Linked DNA regions of Mus musculus: region 2 is linked to region 1. A link is a contact called in public Hi-C data. All regions are on one chromosome and are shown on one strand. The core of a region is the stretch at or near the end of the contact, and the rest is flanking DNA. Distances in the headings are between cores, read along the strand shown.

Region 1 (4,388 bases), core at 992-3,491:
AATCTTAAAAAAAAAAAATCCTTTATCTGACATTGGGTGTGGTGGCACTCTCCTTTATCCCATGGCTCCAGAAGCCGAGGCAGAAGGACCTCTGTGAGCTCTCCACTAGCCCAGTCTTCATAGCTAGTTCCAGGCCAGCCAAGGAACAAAACAAAAATGGCCCACTCAGTTTCAGAAGCTGCCAAACTCGGTGCCGTACCTTAACACTACCTGCCAGCACCTGGGAGGCTGAGGCAGGAGGATCACTTGGCCTCAAGAGTTTGAGATCAGCCTGGGCAACACAAACCCTGTCTTAAAAATGTAAAGAACAGAAAAGAAAAAATAATGTCCCGCCGCTGTGGACACGCTCCCGCCGCCGCTGCGGACCTACCTAAACCTAGCAGTTGGGTAGAAGCCTGGAAACTTGAAGGGCTTCCTACAAGGCTCTGGAGCATAAATTTCAGGACAAAAACCGATGTGCGGATTTCCTGCACACCACAAAGAACAAACTCACTTTAGAGAGAAAAAATGATTTCACTGTCTGATAACTTCAGCTGTAGGCACGTCTTTGGATAAGGTCAGTGACATCCTGCCTCTGAGGGTGGGCTCCTTGGTGGTTTAACGCCCAGCCTACCCTTTCTTCACTAATGTCATTTTTCATAGTCAATGCTGTAGACACAACTCCATGACCCCATCCCAAAAGAGCTGTTTAGTACTCCAAGCGAGAGCATCCAGTGACGTGATAAATCCTGAGGTGGCAGAGAGCACTAAGGTTTCAGGTTAGTTAACCTTGAGATGGAGAAATTATCTAGGTGGGGTGAATGTAGTAACAAGCGGTCTTAAAAGTAGAAGAACACAGAAAACTGTACTACAACGTAAGGTAGGTTATTACTGGCCTGCAAGGTGAAAGACAGCAATTAAACAGCGACTGAGCAGAGCTACACCTCAGCACTACATTTCAATTTTAGTCAAACCAAGCCTCACTTGTGCTTCCCAGCAGAACTGTGAATGAGGCCGGCAGTGGTGGCGCTCGCCTTTAATCCCAGCACTTGGGAGGCAGAGGCCATACAATTTTAAGTGTGCGATACAATTTTGTTATCTGTAGGTACAGTAATGCAAGAGGACCCTAGAATTTATTTCCCATAACTGAAAGTTTACACCCGTTGACTAAATCTGTGTTGCTTCATGCTACTAAATTTATAGCAATTTGCCACCCAGTCTCCTAAGACTTATTTATAGTCCAGTTCAACCATTTGAATGCTTGTTTGCTTTCTCTCCCGTGTGCCCTATCTCCTCCCTCCTCTGATTTCAGTTTACTACTTCTGAGTGGAAAGGATTATACATTTTTCTTTCTACTCCCCTCCCCTAGAAGAAATTGGTACGATTTGCTAACAAAAAACAAAACAAAACAAAAAGCTTCCTTGGTGTTTGCTTTGTTCTGCTGTCCACTATCTTAAGATTTTTGAATGTGATAGACTAGCGATTCTCACATTTGTTTTAGAAAGTATGTAGATGGTATGACTGAGACTTTTCCCCAATTCATCAATGTTCGTACTATATTCTCCATGTTTCCTACTGGGATTGCGGACAGACAGTTGCATTAGCGCTAATCAAGGATGTCTAGGGTTACTTATTTCAAAATGATCTAGGAAAGTGTTTTATACAGTACAGACTTGCAAACTGTACTCAAGTCTAAAAGGGTCAGATTTCCTGGTGGCGGCGCGCTGGCTGGAAGCTGTTATTTAACAAGTTCCGCGTGTGATTCCTTGAGTGCGATCAAACAACTGGCCTCTGAATGACCACCGCGTGAAATCGAGTCGGCCCGAGTCAGAAGCTAACTAAGCTCCTACCCTCGCCGAGACACTTCGTGACTCCATCCTCTCACCAACTCTCCATACAGGCAAGCGAGCGGCCACATCAAAACGAACCTGGGAAGGCTGGCTTTCCCGGATCGGGATCCCAGTCCCAGCACTGCACAACCGCCAGGGGCGCCGCCACGCACTGGGTGTCTGACTCCCCTCGAGCCCCGGGACCGGAAACCAGACGGACTGCCAACACCGCAGCAGCCCCGACACCGCCAGAAACCCTCTCCAACCAGGAGGCGGGCCGCTGGGGAGGGCGGAGCCACAGCGCCAGGCACGCCCCCTACCGGTGTTGCAGCCCAATCGGCTCCCTGGCTCTCTCGCCCGGGAGACTACACCTCCGCACCCGAGGCCTGATAGGGCTGCACCAAGACCCGCCGGAAGTAGTTTCCTGGGCGGAAGCTTATCCACAGGAAGTGGCGGGGGTGCTTTCTCTTCCGGTCTCTTTGGCCTCGCCGGTAGAAGCAAGATGGTGAGTGTGGTTTCTGGGCTCTGTAAATCTCTCTCCATCCTTCTTCCTCGGGCTGTCCTGCCTGTTGCCCGGCGCGTCGGTGACAAGGTTGCGAGTGAGGGGAGCTGATGGGCGAGGAGACGGCGTGCTGTGGTCCGCAGGAACTGGAAGGATGGCTGCTGTGTGCAGAGCCCGGCCCACGGTCCTAGCGCCGCTGTGGGTCTCTCTGGGCTTTGGAGGAGACGTACGCACTGCAGCCCCGGGTGGGTGATCAGGACAGGCTTGGGGACATCTGTCCCCAGCCGCCGAGAAACCGGCTGCTTGGTGGGCAGTACCGCGACTGAGAGACGGGCAGAATGTTGTCCTTAACGCCTAAAGCCAAGGAGGCTTAGGTCCGCGCAGAGTAAGGCATTATAATGGTCGTGTGGATAGCCGGTAGTGCTTCCTACCTACCCTACCTGTGTGCTAAGATTTAAATCTTTACACCGTTTTGTCCCGTGTGGATCTTGTTTACGTCTCATCCATACTCATTGCTAAGAAAATGCCAGAGTACATTGAGAAGTCAGATTTCAGAGTTGCTTATATGTGGGGTTTTTTTTCCTGCTTTTTCTTTTAATGTGCAGACGAAGGGAACGTCATCCTTTGGTAAGCGTCGCAACAAGACGCACACGCTGTGCCGCCGCTGTGGCTCCAAGGCCTACCACCTTCAGAAGTCGACTTGTGGCAAGTGTGGCTACCCTGCCAAGCGCAAGAGGAAGTGTAAGTACTGTAATCCGCAGGCGGGCTTTTACCTTGACCTGAGGTAGCGATGTAATAGAAAACACATTTGGCACGCAACAACTTTGGAGGTTGGTTTGTTGGCTGAGTGGTTAAAACATAGTAATGACACTACTGAGAAAATGGGCTGACACTGGGTGCTTGGGAAAACCATTTGGAATCCTATTTTTTTTATTAGATAACTGGAGTGCCAAGGCTAAGAGACGAAACACTACCGGGACTGGTCGGATGAGGCACCTAAAGATTGTCTACCGCAGATTCAGGTACAGTTTTGGCTAAATGTCATTGGTCCTCCAGGGTAGGATGAAACTTTGCACTCTTACTGAAGGGTAGGAATGATACTGGGGTTTGGTGTGGGCCTGAGACGCCCACATTTGTCAAGACTATGAGTGGGATCTGGGGGGCAGCTTACTTGGATCTGCCTCCAGACTTTGCTCAAGTCTGCTAAGCTGTTCTGGGTGCCAGTCATAACATAGATGGGTATCTTTTTACTGGAGGCTAGGCCTTGATGTTCCTTAAAAGTACAGAATCCCCAGCCCCCCTCTTAGACTTTCCTGTGGGGTCTGTGCTTTGACAGGTGCTTTTGTGTTTGTCTCTGTTTTAAACTCAGTCCAGTTTTGTGAACTTGATGTGTAGTGGCTTGCTAGTGTTTGATAGGCTAGTGGCATGTTTTGAGCCTGATTAACCTTTATGTGCTTAGAATCACTCATCTTCCTATGTAGTATTGAGTAGAAATGAGTGCTACTTAACATTTAGACTTCTGAGTTGAGCAGCTTCAAGATCCTGTTAAGCTTGGTCAGTGTTTCCTGTTACTAAAGGAAAGGTGCCAGGACCTGTCCTTTATAGCTTAAGGAATAGCTTCATAAATACTTTAGTTCTTGTGGAAATAGGGAAAATGAGCCCAAAATTGTTGAGACAGTTAACTTTAATGTAATGTGGGTGTCTTGATTAGGGTAAACTAATAGCTTATCAATGATGTCCTAAAAAATAAATGTCTGAACATATGACTGCTATAATGATTTCAGCATTTAACTGAGATAAGCTCATTACGGTCTGCTTGATCAATTTGGAGGCAATGTTTGATATTGCTGCTTTAACTTTTTTTCTTATCTTTAACATGGCACAGACATGGATTCCGTGAGGGAACAACGCCGAAACCCAAGAGGGCAGCTGTCGCAGCATCCAGTTCTTCTTAAGGATTTCAATCAGTCATAAAATAAATGTTCTGCTTTCAAAAATTCTGTGGTGATCTAAGGTACTTTAACATCGGTTCAGAGTTCGGTTATATGATTGCTCTGGGATCCTACGCTTCTTCCTTC
Region 2 (4,529 bases), core at 559-3,058, 4.0 Mb after region 1:
CCCACCCCCAAAAAAGGTTGGCTGCAAGAATGAACCGATTATTCTGTCCTGAACCTGTATCAGTGGTTCTCCACCTTCTTAACGCTGCAACCCTTTAATACAGTTCCTCATGTTGTGGTGACCCCCAACCATAGTTACTTGGCCATCATTAGGAAGAGAGCACCCTCGGTCTAGCAAACTTTATATGCCCCAGTACAGGGGAAAGCCAGCGCCAAGAAGTGGGAATGGGTGGGTAGGGGATCAGGGCAGGGGGAGGGAGGAGGGTATAGGGGGACTTTTGGGATAGCATTTGAAATGTAAATGAAGAAAATAGCCAATAAAAAATAAAAACAAAACAACAAAAAAAACTTACTCCTAAGTTAAAAAAAAAAGAATAGTGAGAAATTGGTTATGATACCAAAAAAAAAAAAAAAAAAAAGAATTGTAAGTTTGCTACTGTGATGAAACATAATGAACATATCGGATATACATACATCGGATATATGACCCAGAGGTTGAGAACCGCTGAATATATCAGTAAGTGGGAGTTAGGGAACAGGTAAACAACTGGGGTGTAGAAGGCTCTTTCAATCTTTAAAGTTTTAAATGTCCTAGACATGGGAATCTTAAGGACTGAAGTGGAAAACCCAGCAGGGGTTTTCCTGAGAGAATTCAAGACACATCCGAGAGGATGGTGTAATGAAGCAATGTTTTGGAAGAGGCAGAAGAAAGGATCCAAAATAAGATTTGACTAGGATATCCCATTGAGATGTTTCCAGCTAGAAGTGGGAGTCAAAAGTGTAGTTTTCTGTGACGTGAAAGAGAAAACAGGTTCGATATCACAGAGGCATCTGAGTGTCACAAACATGAAATAGCATGCCCGGAATCCAGAGGCCACTTACTGGGAGTGCCAGGATCGCAAAGGAAAGGACGCCACAGCAAGGACCTCAGGGCAGTGGCCACCTACCCTGTCTTATGACTTTCCCTTCATTGTAGCTTTCCCTTTTATTCTTAATCAGCCTACATCTCTATGGTTGTGTAACTGTTCCCACAGACTCAGTAACTTCCCTTGCTCTAGCTTCAAGGACTACCTACCCAACATTCCAAAGTCAGATCAATAATCATCAAACACTGCTCTGAGCTTGCCTACAGGATAAAGTGCAAAACATTTTTAACCCTTCAGTCTGGTCCTACACAGCTTTCCAACCTTATCTCGCGGTCTAGACAGACACACAGGACTAGACAAGACTCCTTCCCTCATTATCCTCCTCCTTTCTCCCTGACAGCACTGCCTCTCTAGGCTGGTGGTCTTTTGGTGGTCACCGGAGCTCGGGCTAATGCTCTGTGATCCTTCTCGGTTAGCTCTAATTCCTCTCTAATAAAGGGCTCGGCATCTTTATTTGCCATCAGGCCCTGCAAAACGAAGCCGTTTGGAGCGAGGTCACCGCCCCCAGCTCTTACTCCAGCGACGGCCACATCAGCCATCCAGCAGACACTGGTTAAAATTTACCCTAGACGAGCATGACCAACTACCCAGAAAGCAAGCAAAAATGAAAGCAACTAGAGGAAGATGCGCAAGAAACTTGCTTTCCCGCCAGGCGCTCAAAACTCCGCCTGCACCCCCAACGCCGCCCAGACCAGTTCCAACTGGATTTCTTCGGGCAGCTCGAAAGCCAAATAGAATTTCGTCCCTTTCCCAGCCCCAGCCAATCCCCGCAGCCCCTCGGGCTCCCAAACCTTCCCGACCTCTGATTAGCTGACAGATCTGGCCCGGGGGCGGGCTTAGAGCGGCCTCCCTGAAAGGGTGAAGAGGGAGGTGGGGCCGGGCCGAGAGGCCACTGCGCAGGCGCCCAAGAAAACGGATAAACAAACAAATAAAACCCACTGCCCGGGGGCCAGCCCGGATCCCCGCCTCCCGGGGCCTCCCGGGGCCTCTCCGCCCTCGCGTGCGTCTGGGCACGTCCCCCCCCCCCCCGGCGCGTTCCACGCACGTCCCCGCACTTAACCTGTGCGCGGCCGGCGCGGTGCTGGCGGCAGGGAGCGCGAGCCTGCACCCGCGGCCCCGCGGATCATGACTTGCTACCGGGGCTTCCTGCTGGGCAGCTGCCGGCGCGTGGCGGGTGGCCGCGCGGCTCTGCGGGGTTCGGGCTCGGGCGCGGACGGCCGGCGGCACTTGGGGCACGGGCAGCCGCGCGAGCTGGCGGGCGGTGGTAGCCCCGCCGACGGCGGCTTCCGCCCCTCGCGGGTGGTGGTGGTGGCGAAAACCACCCGCTACGAGTTCGAGCAGCAGCGGTACCGCTACGCGGAGCTCTCGGAGGAGGACCTGAAGCAGCTGGTGGGTCCTGGCGGGGGACGGCCGGTACTCGGGGTGGGGGTGGGGGGCGACGGGCCACAGGACACCCCCAAAGCCCGACAACCTTCCTCCGATTGCCTGTGGGGCCCCTCGGGCATGGGACTGGGGCGCCCTGAGCCTGCCTTAGAGGGGGCTCCTGGGACCGGGACTTGGGAAGCCACGTGTGTCCTCGCCCCCGCCTCGGTAGCACGGACTCCCATCGCTGAGAAGATGAGGGTTGTTCGCCCTGTTTGTCCTGGGGACCTCTCCCCAGACCACCGGGAGAAAGGAAATTCTCCAGCACAGCCACTGGTGGCGGAGAGAGGGCCGAAGTGCCGCGGTCACACCCCCTTCTCGCCTGGGGACAGAGGCCTGGCCAGGGAAAGCCCTGCTGGATTGTGGTCGCCTGTCCCTTCAGGGTCTCTTACTGCTTGAAAAGCAAGCACCTGGGACAGCGAGGCAGGAAAGCTGACCCGAGATGGGTTTTTGTGTTGGAAGGTCAGAAAAGGAACAAGTATGCCGGCTAATGGGGAGAAGGCATGAACCCTGAAGTAACAGGGCCTCCGCCATACACCGTGTTTGGTGTATTTACTAATAGCGTTGCCAGGTATGCCATGCGTGTGTGTGTGTGGGAAGGATTAAACCCAGAGTTCGAGCTTCCCCATTTTTGAAAAAAAAAATTGATTTTGTGCTACCCAGTAACTTTTGGGAAATGGGCTGTTAGCAATTTATTTAGGAACCCCCCCCCCCACAGTTATGCCTGTAATTGTTGACTCCAGACACCCGAAGGCTTTAGACTGAATTGTATATAAGCATTACTAAGTTATGTACAAGAATAAGTAGGCTGGCTGTTCTAAAATGATGCCCTTACCTTCACATTTTTATTTTAGACACAGGGGAAACAAATTGTAAATCCTTGCCTAGCTGCTGCATCTTGTCAGTATTGTTTGGCAAGTTGACAAGGTAGAAATCAGTGCAAATTTTTCTCTTTCCCCCAAGTGTTTGAAAGTATTTCTAGAAAACATTTGCAGTCTTTAGTAGAGTATCAGCCGTTTGGCTGGCGTAGTTTGTGTAGTTGAGTGAAATGAATGCAATGAAGTGGGGGGGATTGTGGGCTAGATGAGAGTACTTTGTTTCTATTTTGGAAAAAGAGGCGTGTCCTTTTGGTTACATGCCCGACTCTGCAAGGTTCACCTTTTAGAAATTGTGAAATATCATGTATGCTTAGTCTCACACAATTTTATCTGAGCGTCTCTGGATTTAAAATAGTACACACAAGAAAAAGCAAACCAACAGAAGTGAACCGGGACTCTCAGCTCTACCCCACAGAGGGTGGGATTGAACGCCAGGACGCAAGGCTCTCCCTGGTTGGATTGACTGATATCCTTTGTGCTTTTTTTTTTTTTTTTTTTTTTTTTTTTTGGTTTTTCAAGACAGGGTTTCTCTTCTCTGACCCTCATGAGTGAAACAAAACGTTTGTGTTGCAATGCTAGCTTTCAAAAGTTTCACCTAGTTCCTGATGGGTTGGGCTAAATAGCTTCCAAGGTCCGTTCTGGAGCCGGCATTTTGAAATTATTTCAAGGATTCCGGAAGCGGGATGGCGTTTGAATTGAGATTAACTCTTGTATCTCTGCACGAGATGGCCCAAAATAAAACTTCCTAAAATGTAGGGGTAATCGGTGTCTTCAAAAACTTGGAACTCCCTCTTTGAGTAGAGAAGCCTCCTAATGTTTGTCACTGGGTGATGAGCTAGAACAGGCCAGCTTTGAAGTATGGGCTCTACAGCAGTCTTGTGATCACCAAAAGGCTGCAGTTTTAGTGTTTCCCTAACTTACTGATCGGAATTGGTTTTGCATTGATGTCAGGACAGTGTTTGCAGTGAGATTGCTTTAGATATACCTCTGATAAGAACAGCTCAGGAATAATAGGCTTTGTGAAGTTCTACGCCATGAAGGTAGGGACGGAAAGAATTTTATGTTGTTTACTATATTGTTGGGGTCAAACTTACTCATGAATTGGTTATAAAAGAAAATGCCCAAAGTCTTGCTTCAGGCCACTGCTACCCTGGCTACTGTTTTCATAATGTTATGGCAACAAGATTTGTATGAAAGCATTCTCCTCTTTTAACTTGTGTGTGTGTGTGCGCACATGCGTGTGTGCTCATGCAGAATAGTTCTCTATTTGGAGGTCCTTGTTAAAATGCAAATAATAGATTAAC

What was found. Hi-C and Micro-C count contacts between places; a contact is called where the count stands out from the background.
Region 2: a Hi-C map of B cells shows a contact between it and region 1, with 5 read pairs. The contact joins the promoter of Nadk2 here to the promoter of Rpl37 in region 1. A contact is called at or near these places in 1 of 39 promoter capture datasets (cranial neural crest) and 1 of 484 Hi-C or Micro-C datasets (B cells).

What each region holds. Positions count from the first base shown.
Region 1 is chr15:5,114,372-5,118,759 of GRCm38.p6, forward strand. Rpl37 (ribosomal protein L37) reads left to right here and starts at 2,242. Exons shown (of 4, transcript NM_026069.3): 1 at 2,242-2,313; 2 at 2,916-3,051; 3 at 3,248-3,332; 4 at 4,196-4,388. The coding sequence starts at 2,311. The coding sequence ends at 4,265. Snord72 (small nucleolar RNA, C/D box 72) reads left to right here and starts at 4,050; the gene lies at 4,050-4,109. It also overlaps a transcript of Card6 not described here.
Region 2 is chr15:9,069,452-9,073,980 of GRCm38.p6, forward strand. Nadk2 (NAD kinase 2, mitochondrial) reads left to right here and starts at 1,809. Exons shown (of 13, transcript NM_001040395.4): 1 at 1,809-2,314. The coding sequence starts at 2,051.